Regions from separate parts of the Rattus norvegicus genome. Here region 1 is linked to region 2. The links are chromatin contacts, called in public Hi-C maps. All regions are on one chromosome and are shown on one strand. Each heading gives the region's core, a stretch centred on a gene start, on an enhancer-like site or on the middle of the called end of the contact. The rest is flanking DNA. Distances are from core to core; before and after follow the strand shown. Region 1 has its middle 42 kb from the start of Thnsl1. Region 2 holds the start of Prtfdc1 (phosphoribosyl transferase domain containing 1).

Evidence for each region. A called contact is a pair of places that touch in the nucleus more often than the background predicts.
Region 1: a contact with region 2 is called in a Hi-C map of liver, with 4 times the contacts expected there. The contact joins the enhancer-like site here to the promoter of Prtfdc1 in region 2. A contact is called at or near these places in 3 of 12 Hi-C or Micro-C datasets (the Rat2 cell line, liver and mammary epithelial cells) and 1 of 1 datasets of contacts at active chromatin or transcription factors (oligodendrocytes).

What each region holds. Positions count from the first base shown.
Region 1 is chr17:88,661,946-88,667,338 of GRCr8, forward strand. No RefSeq gene overlaps it. Among named protein-coding and RNA genes, the nearest start is that of Thnsl1, 42 kb to the left of the region's middle. Within about 2 kb of position 3,251, at least 38 of the 93 cell types and tissues checked have an H3K27ac peak or open chromatin away from gene starts, as enhancers often do. A contact at or near this core is called in liver, where this site is marked.
Region 2 is chr17:88,560,070-88,565,294 of GRCr8, forward strand. Prtfdc1 (phosphoribosyl transferase domain containing 1) reads right to left here and starts at 2,709. Exons shown (of 9, transcript NM_001106127.1): 1 at 2,625-2,709. The coding sequence starts at 2,672.

The DNA.
Region 1 (5,393 bases), core at 2,001-4,500, 100 kb after region 2:
TGACTCATACCACCCAAGATTTCTCCTGCTGCTTTAACTTCATCTCCTGCATTCTGAAAAAGAAGACCTTTTGTCCCACTGGAGCAGAAATAGATCTTAGTAATGTTCACTGCAACATCTTTCCATTTTCAGTCATAGCTTTGGCTGGCTAGGGTCCTGCTCTGGGCCTCAGGCATGGCTCCATGCTTTTCCTGTGGTTACTGCATCTGTAGCTTACCACCTGCACCCTGCCTGGTGCCTCCTAAGGTAGCAGTGTGCCCATTTTGCATTGGTAGTGATTTTCAGTTGCAATCTTGATGGAAAATTTCTCCTTGCTCTGCCACAGCTTCTCTAAGATCCTGAGAGTCTATCTGTCTACCCATCTGCCCTACCCAGCTGTGGCTAACGCCATCTGGGTCTAAGCCACAAGACAGAACTTAATCCTGGTGTAGTTTGTGGGTAACGAGGGTGCCCATTGGACCCTGGACTTGGTATTTGTTTTGTTGTTTTTCAGGCAGGGTCTCCCCACATAGTTCTGGTTGGCCTGGAACTCATTACATAGTCCAGGCTGGCCTTGAACTCATAGATATCCACCTGCCTTTGCCTTCTGAGTGCTGGGATTAAAGATGTATATCACCATGGCCACCAGCTTCCCTAACTTCAGATCTATCTTTCCTCTTATTTTCCAGTCCCAAGAGCACAGGCTAATATGTCATTTGGATAAGAATTATCATTTTTGGCTTTTCTCTCAGAAAATCTGAATTGAGCCAGTTGGGTTCAATTGAGAGTTTTTTGGTTTTTTGTTTGTTTGTTTGTTTGTTTTTTATAGAGCTTAACTCTATACTAACTACTTCCATCCATGTCACTAGTTTCTGAAATTCTAGACAGAAACAACCTAAGGGAGGACATTTTTATTTTGGTTCATGTTTCGTACCGCCATGATGGGGGAAGATATGGTTTCAGGAGGGGCTGTGTCTGTAGAGGTAGGAGCTGGAGGTGGCCAATCACATGATTGGTGGGTCAATAAACCAAGAATCCATTATAGTCTGGAATAGGAATAGGTACAACCTTCCAAGGCAGACCTGTCTCTGTTGACTCTCTTCTGGTAGTCAGGTCTCAGAGCCTTCAAGAATCACACAAGCTGGGACCATGCCTTCAAAGCATGAGTGCAGGGGCACAAGGCATGTCTCAGCCATTCAAAGTGTGTGGTGCTCTTTCAGAGGACTTGAAATCAGGGTCTCATCATCCGTGTAGTATGGTTCACAAGCCCCTATAATTCCAACTCCAGAGGATCCAATGATTCTGGATCAGCCCTCACCCCCACCCCATTATAAATAAGCCCTTAAAAACTGGCATGAGCCTGGGGTTGGTGGATTTCAGATTCAAACCATAACCTTCATACTCAAAGGTTTCGATTTAAAAAAAAAAACTTACTTTAGTTTATATGTATGAATGTTTATGTGTTTGAATACATTTTCATTTTATAGTATGATGTCTGTGCATTGTGTGTGTGTGCCTAGTCAAAAGAATGAGTCAGGTTCTCTTGGAACTGGAATTACAGATGGTTTCCAGCTAGCATGTGGATACCGAGAAGGGAAACCCTGGTCATCTGCAAAAGCAACAAGTGTTCTAAACTGCCAAGCTGGCTCTTCAACCCAAAGCCAACGCTTTTAAAAGACGTATTTATACATTTGCATACAATTTTGTTTGTCTGTGACCGTTGTTGTTTTATTCCCTTTCATTAGAGGAAAAGTTGATATTAAATGCTCGTTGTAGTCCAACAGTGTATTCTTAAAGGTCACCCCTCTTTAATGGCTGACATAGCAATAGTGCTTTCTGTTTGGGTCCCTGCTTCTGCTTGTACACTCATAAGCCTTGAGGTATCTTTTCAGAGAACTTGCCTATACGACCCATGTGGCATGCAATGGTCACTGTAGCTCTCTTCCTACAGTGTCAGGCTTTCTTTCACTCTCTCCTATTATCAGAAACGTCGTCCTTTTTCTTTCCCAAGGGAGAAGCAGAATCACATTGTGGTTTTCTCTTTGGCTGGGCTCCATGCTACTCTCTAAATCGGGCTGCATAGGAGACTCGTGATAGCGTGAAGTCCTGCGACTTCCCCATTCTATTTCACCTCGGAGAAATAGCACAGTAATTCTCTGAGAGCTAAAGAAATAATAACAGAAATGCTTGTTCCAGATGGACCGATATTCCAGCTTGCAAGAAAAGTTTCTCCAAAATATCAGCTGCGAAGGGAAAGTATGTGTTTGAGAGACATGATCACAAGCCTTCGGAGTTTCCTTTCAACCAGTTAATCATTTACAGTGTTCAGTCGACGCAGGTCAACAAGAGTCACGGGAAGATAAGAGGGTGAAGAGCAACATTTACCTGGTCAAAGTCTAGCGATTCTCCCTGCCCCCTGTGGACGGTCTCACGGTCCCCACATCCTCCCCTCTGCTGGCTGAAGTTGGAGGGCGAGGGAAGCCCAATGGAGAAGGGTTTCGCTATTCATCTTAATGAGCTGAAGATAGAAATCTTGCTTCCATTCCTACTTTTTCCTGGGTTCAGGTGTTTTTAAATTTCGTTATTCCTACTTTGGTCATTTAATTTCTTTAGCTTTAAAAGTCTGCTGGTGGATAATGCCTGTCTCTATTCTCCTCATTATTTCCCACCCCGGCAACCCACTATCCTCCCTTTCCATGGAGCCTTTCGCTAGGCGAATTACAAGTGACTTATAAGGAACTGATGACATTGTGGAGACTCCTGGGCCCCTACTAAAATTCTAGATGCTCATTTGCATGTCTGCTGGGAGTTGCAACCATTCTACTTAAATTAAGTAAAAAACATCTTCCAAGGCAACATGCCCTCAGACATCGCATCTTACCTAGTTCCTCTACTTCCGGTCTTAGAAGGAACAGTAGCTCCAAGAGGGACCGCCCCCTCCAGGTCTTCCAAACACTCACACGTGCTTGCCTCCTCTGGGTAGTTATTTCTTGCTAATTCCACTTTACAGATGCCCCGATTATTTTTTTTTTTAAAATGCAAGTGCTTTTCTGTGCAGTAAGGAATAACATTTATGAGTTAATTAAAATTATTTCGGTCATTTATAATCACTGTGAAGTGAACTGTGCAGAATACAAATAAAACTTGCTAAAATGGTAACGGTTCTCTCTGCCTTGCAAAGCCTGCCAAGCAAAGGTTTCACCCTCACTCTCTAACCAGCCTGTTTTCCAAAGGGCTTGTGTTCGGCAGGCAGTGCATGCTGGGAGGTTGTCCTCTGCTCCCCTCCCCCAGCCACCCTGAGTTCCTATAATGGAGAGTGGTGCCTGGCGGGGCACTGTGCAGGGAAGCAGGGAAGGTGAGTGCCCTTTAGCTTCCCTACCCCTTCCATGCACTCTGCACCACACCGTTCCTGGCAGAGCACTTTCTTAGTAACCATCCTTTCTTCTCGCTGCTTACAATCTCCTTTATAGCCATTCACAGAAGGGGAAAAACCGCTTTTCTCCCTAAAAGTGGTTCATTCCGCTTTTTGATTATAAAATGAATATCTTAACATACAAAATTAAGAAAGATGAGGTAAGGTCAGCTCTTAGGAATATTTCTCTCAGGTTTTGAGCCTTTGCATTTTAAAAAAAAGATTATTTCATTTTATGTGTGTGAGTGCTCTGCCTAAAAGCATGTGTGCCTAGTCTTCAAGCAGACAGGTTCCGTGAACATGTGGGTGCTGCGAATTGAACCTGGCCGCTTTGGAAGAGCAGCCAGTGCTCCTGGAGATATGACTGAGCACTGAGATATTTACTTAAACAACAACAACAACAACAACAACAACAACAAAAAACCCACTAATTAAGATTAGCCAGCTATTGTGGTTAAGAGGGAGGAAGGTGTTAAGTTTGGGTCAGCTTGGAATAGATAGTAAGATCCTGTCTCGAAAACAAGAAGTGGGCTAGCTCAATTTGTTCATTAGTTTTCCAAAGTGCTAGTTTTCATTTAGAGTTAATTTTGAAAATTAATTATCATTGTGTGTATGTGTGTGCATGGATCCAGTGTCGCAGTATAACACGAGGAGAGCCGAGGAAGGCTTGGTTCTCGGCTACTGTTAGATCTGGGGATCGAACTCAGGTCATCAGGCTTGTGTGGTAGGTGCTTTTACCAGCTTAGCTGAAAAGTGCTTTCAGTTGCTGGCCCAGAGAGTCACTGGAATCATGGTTAGAATGCGATGCAAAATGGTTCCTCATAACACATCCATGCCAGAGATTACTGCTTCCTTGGGAGAGAGCATCTGGTCTCCTCCAGTAGTTAGTACCAAGTGGACACTTGTTCATATGCCTATGGGGCCTTTTGACAGATGATAACCCTGGAGATGTCTCCTTTGCACGAATTGAGGGGACTGGCTACATACGGCAGACACGACTTTGAAAGGCAACGGATCCTTTGCTTCATTAGCTTGTTTAACTACCCTTGAGTGTGACCAGAGCCAGGCAGCGGGTGAAGCAGGGGCTGCTGGCCTGTCCTCAAGTTGCCAGGCAGGTGAGAGCGTGGGGAAGGCAAGGATGTTTTCAGAGAGCACGTCTATAAGCTTCCTGACTTCTCTCTGCAAATGCAAGACAGGCCCTACTGTGTGTACAGATCCCACGTCCCTCACTGTCTAATGTGAACACACAGAGGCCCTTCCACGACTATCGAAGAGAAGAATCAATCTAAGAATTAAGCGGTCTCCAAAGACAGATGAAGTGAAACTTCTTCCACTCTGTAGACAAGCCGGATGATCTGCTGTGGAAGTTCAGGTCCCTGCCTCCCTCTAGCGGTTGACCCACACACTGGACCAGCAGGATGATTCTGCCCTGCACAGACCAGAAGCCAAGATCAGTGGTGTCCTTAAATGCCCTTTGGAAATAATAGGAGCTGTGTTTTTGAAAGTGTCCTCCTCACTTCACAGAAGTTTCTGTCTTAAGCGGGCCATCTGGGTCTGCTACTGCCACGAGACATCAGGCGGCATTTTCTCCTTCAGGGCAGCACCTCAACTTCTTTTTAAAAATGAATTCAGTAACCCACAGTAGGGTGTGTGTGTGTGTGTGTGTGTGTGTGTGTGTGTGTGTGTGTGTGTGATTTACATTTTTTTTTCACTAGGCTTTGCAACTTGTTATGTCCTGATTGACTTGTCTGTTGCTAACATGGGCCAAGCACAGAGTAAAACAGCAACGGAGTTGACAGTGCTCATGTAAACTGTGGGGGGACACACAGACACTGTCACACATGCGCACACACCCACACCCACACTAAAAAAATCGCTTTTGCTTTTCATAAATTTAAAAGTATTAGGAAAACAATAAAAACTCGAGGAGTTTTCAGACCTCACTAGCCAGCCAGATACTTGCCCAGGGCTATGTCCAAAGTCTGTGTGAGATTCCTTTCTC
Region 2 (5,225 bases), core at 1,459-3,958:
ATTGACCTCTTGCTATGCCCATGGGTCCTTCATAAGGCCTCTGTAGACACAAATAGATAGGAATATTGTGTTTACAGTTTTTCTCATTTTAGGCTTTTTAGACTTTAGTAATCTAAGCATCCTATGAGTACATCTAGATTTATCTCCTTTTGATTTTTAATAATCTGTGGTGATGGGGATGGGTTTTATATGAGCTACACCTCAAGCTGGATTGTGCCACTTGACTTTGGAAGCATCTAGCATCTATGGTACAGTGGCACTCTAGATTTCACAATTTGAAAGGCGTTCCACATTGCCGTGGTACTGTAAGTAGACTGGCCACGAGGTGGCTATTTGAAAGGTGCTCCTCGAGTTGGGGATTTAGCTCAGTGGTAGAGCGCTTGCCTAGGAAGTGCAAGGCTCTGGGTTTGGTCCCCAGCTCCGAAAAAAAAAAAGAACCAAAAAAAAAAAAAAAAAAGAAGAAGAAGAAGAAAGGTGCTCCTCACTAATGGCCTCTGGTCATCCCCATCCGACTTGCTCTTCCGGCAACATCAGACACTCTTGACGATCTCATGACCCTGGCTAGTCCACTTCCGTCAAACTGTTCCCTAGACATCGACTCCTCTCCTGCTTGCTTTCTCCCATCCAGCGCTTCATTCTTGGTGGGCTTTGTGTCCACCATGTGCCTCTCACATCTGGGGGCGTTCCGGGCGTTTGTTCTTTTTTTTTTTTTTTTTTTTGGTTCTTTTTTTCGGAGCTGGGGTCCAAACCCAGGACCTTGCGCTTCCTAGGTAAGCGCTCTACCACTGAGCTAAATCCCCAGCCCCCCGGGCGTTTGTTCTTCACTCCTTCTTCTTCTTCTTTTTTTTTTTTGTTGTTGTTCTTTTTTTCCGGGAGCTGGGGACCGAACCCAGGGCCTTGCGCTTCCTAGGCAAGTGCTCTACCACTGAGCTAAATCCCCAACCCCGGGCGTTTGTTCTTAACAGTTGATTTTATTTCTCCCAGTTTATTTTATTCCATTCTTCATTTATCCCCCAAACTAACCTGACAATGGTTTTCCAAATCTACCTTAGTACATTCTGGAGTCGTTTCAAGTATGACTTTCAGGTTGCGAACCTTAAAGATGTCATTTGGGAGGCAGTTAGCTTAATGACTTCCTCTTTCATATTTTCTTTTTTTCTTTCTTTCTTTCTTTCTTTCTTTCTTTCTTTCTTTCTTTCTTTTTTTCCCAGAGCTGAGGTCCGAACCCGGGGCCTTGCGCTTGCTAGGCAAGCGCTCTACCACTGAGCTAAATCCCCAACCCCCATCTTTCATATTTTCACCCCCTCCCACCGGGTCTATCATACCCACAGCGACTGGAGTGTTTTTATTGTAAAAGCACAAATCAGAAACTGTGTTCTCCTCTCTGCCCTTGACATGTGTCTCTGTGCCATGGGTCCTCACATGGTTTACCTTCCGTTTCTGTTTCTGATCTTGGGTGAAATGTCACTGCAGACTCTTTGATCATATGGGTAAAGACACTGCTCCCCTCCCCTTTCCAGGAATGGCTGGCTGAACTATCCAGACTGTGTTTTCACAGGGCTTCCCTGTGCCCCTTCCCAGAATGCAAGTTCCAGGAAGAAGAGTTTATCTGGTTACCAGGTGTAGGAGCAGAACCTGGCACGGCAGACAAAAGGCATTCCTCCTTGAGGGAAGGAAGGTCCTGCTGTTTAATTGAGAGCTGAGCCCCACCTTTCAACCTGAACAGTTCTATTTAACTGAGAGGTGTTTCCTTCCCAACCCACTCATTCTAATTAAATCCATTCATTTCCATAAACAGATTAGCTGCGAATTACACGCTGAGCTCTGGAAAGAGGATCTTAATGGTAAATCAGCCCCGCCCACCACCTTCACACCTTTTCACCCCATCCTGGACTCACAACTACCATCCGCTAGAGTTTAATTTCAATATTGTGGGAGCTGGGAGCCCTCGGGCTGACACCTGAATGAACGATCCCTGAAGTTGAAGAGGTTTGGACCTGGCCCCACTTCCATCCTGACACACTACTGGGTTTTTCACACATCAAGTTTGTCTTCCGTCACAGACAAGGCATAGGACACTCTAGCTGCTGGCTTCGGCAGAGCCGCGCCCCAGATTCAGAGTTCCGATTGCATTCACTAGCGCTACTTTGCACCTTGGCTGCCCTGAAGAGTGAGTTCTCAGTGGCCGTTTTCAAAACAGAACTCAAAACTCACTGAAGTGAGGAGGCAGTGCTAAAAGGAAGGCCACTAGAGCTGCGTGCTGGGGATCTTCCTAAACCCCGGCTGGCAGGCTAGAGTCCTTGTGGATAGCAGAAGTGGGGACCCGGTAGGAGGCTGGCTTCCAGGCCAGGAACCCGCGGGGAGGGTGGGAAGGGAGGAGTTATTGGGAACTCTGGATGAAGGAGTGATTTTAGTAGGAGTTTCGTCAGACCGGGTGGAGAAGGGAGGCCTGGATGCGAGAAAACCAGCGGTCTCCGCCCGGAGGAGGAACAAAGCCTTGGCCGGTTCTCTCCCGAACGCTTGTCAGCTAAAGGGTTGGGGGGCGGGAGTGGAGGGGTGCCCCGAAGGGAGGAGAGGGGAGGGGAGAGAGCTAAGGGAGCCGGGAATCCGGAGTTCGCATTTACCACGACGCCTCGCCCGGAGTCTGGCGCCTTCTCACTGCTCCCGGCCATGTCTCTCGCTGGGAACGCCGGACGGACAGCGCCCGGAGGATGTGGGGGCGGGGGGGGGGGATGTGGCTGGGGCTGCCCCGCCCCCAGCCTGCGGGCGGGAAAGCTGGGGCTACAGTCGAGGCCCATTCCCGGGGCGGCGCGGGAGCAGCTGTGGAGCAGCGCCTGATGCACCTGAGCGCGCTCCGGGGAGCGTCCCTGGCGGCCCCCCGCCTGCCCCTTTGCCGGCTCCGCACCCCGCGGGGATATGGGTCAGGCCTGCGATTCGTTCTGGAGAGAAAGCCGTCCCTTGTTATTTTCCTTCTCAAAGCCCATCGCTGCAGCCCCCAGGCCAGCAATTTCCAAGACTCCTCCCTGCCAGATTTTAAATGCACATTTGTCCCCAGTCAATGCATTAAAGAGAGGCAGTGCAGCGCGTTCTGGGCTTTGGAAGTGGGCCGGAGTATCCCGGAGGACTTCAGATCTTGGCGCCCTGCCAGGAGTTGGAAAGCGCCACGAGCCGGCATTTCCTCCGACCAAATCCTGGTGATCCGATGAGCCCAGGGCAGGGACTTTTTACAAAATACTGTATCTGATTTACCATTTTACTCTAATTGTCCTAGGTTGTAGCTAAAGGCAATTGCTCTGCTCTGATTAGAAAGCCTTGTTTTATGAATCTGTTGTTAAACCAACCCCTAATCCCAGGTTTCTTCTAGCCCAGCGACCTGGTCCTTTGTTCTTTCCTCTAAGGTCCTGCTTTCTGTTTATAGTCCTTGGTCTCCCTCATCTTGCCAGAGCCTGCCCACGGCCCACTTTGGGTTTAATAAAGGGTATACATGGGTATAGTTCTTTTGACTCTGTCTTCTCCAAAAGATGTTTGCTAGGATAGAGTATAGCTCAATGATAGAGCATTTGCCTAGGATGTGAAAGGCCACGGGGGTTGTAAACACAGCAACACACACATACATGCATACGTACACGCGCGCACGCCTCAACACAATGGCTTCTTCACTCTTTGGCTAAGATCAAGTGCCAAAAAGATCTATTCGATTTTCGTTTTCTGGCACACATTGGCAAGAGGAATACCGATTGTGTTGCTTTGAAGGGAACAAGTTACCTATCAATTCATGTTGCCCTGAATTGGAATAATTGTGTAATAATATTGTACTTATTTTTGGTGGACCAGCCATGCTCAGCACTTTGGCTGTTAATGTTTAAGCAGCCGAACTGTGGAAGAAGAGGGGTACAAGGTGTGGGCTCCCTGACATTAGTCCCTGGGCTTGGTGCTGGCTGCATCAATGTGATGTTCTCTAGCACACAGGTAAATAGTTTCAGTCTACTGCCTCTCACCTGTTTTCCACTTCATTTCTTCAAAAAATGGGCCCAAACAAATATTCAAAAGCAATATTATTGAAAATTCCAGGAATTGATCTGGAGAGAGATGGCTCAGTGATCAAGAGTACTTCCGTCTCTTACAGAAGACCGGGGTTCAACTCTCAGCACTCAAGTGGTGGCTCACAACCACCTACGGTAACTCCAGTACCAGGGGATCTGATGCTCGCTTCTAACCTCTGTGGGTACAAGACAGGCAGGTGTTGCCTACATGTAGGCAAAGCACTTGTACATGAAATGAAATGACATAAATGAATCTTAAAAAGAAACTCCAGGAACTGAAAAGTACTGTTGTTATGGTAACAACTGAACTCTAGAGTGCAGGAAACATGTTAATGCGGTTCAGTGGCCACACTTTTCCCGATGGTTGGTACAGACCTAAGGTGGGGCTATGGGTGGTTCACAAACCCTGCTGGAAGATGCATCACGCGAGTATCCAACTGCTTCAATGTCAGACTCAGCCACAAAAGTCTCCCTGTGAAGTCATAGTAAGAATTATGGCGGCAGGGAACTTCAAAATATTTTTCAGGGCAGGGCACGCGTCTCAGCATGTGTTTAGGATGCTCGCTGGCTGAAAAATGGCAGGTAGACCTTTTTCAAAAGCCCATACGTTTAGACATAAACAACAATGAATTTCTGGAAAAAAGTATAGCTTGCTTGAAGGACAAGAAGACTCTTTTTGTTGGTGTTCTGTGTAAGCTCCATCCCCACAGTTGCAACAGCCAGGTATGCTCCGCCCCACAGTTGCCTGGCAACAGCCAGCTGTGCCTCGCACTATAAAAGGGGCTGCTTGTCCCCTCCTCACTCTCTTGCTCCTTGTTCTTGTCCTCTTGCTCTCTTCCCCTTTGTCTCTTCTCTCCCCATTCCCCTCCCCGCTTCCCTCCACGTGCTCATGGCCGGCCATTACTCCTCCCCTTTTTTACTCTTCTTCTCTCATTAAACCTTTCCACGTGGAACTATGTTGGCTTGTTGTGGTTTGTCCAGATGCAAGCCGAGATTTCTGCCCCAACACTTTTATGAATTCATGTTCTAGACCATTCTATAGACATAAACAACAATGAATTCAGTGAAAAAAATTAGCTTGCTTGAAGGACAACAAGAATCTCTTATAAATTCACGTTCTAGAACATTTTATATATAATACTGTAGGACATTTTATAAAGAATCATAAATAAACTTTAAAAT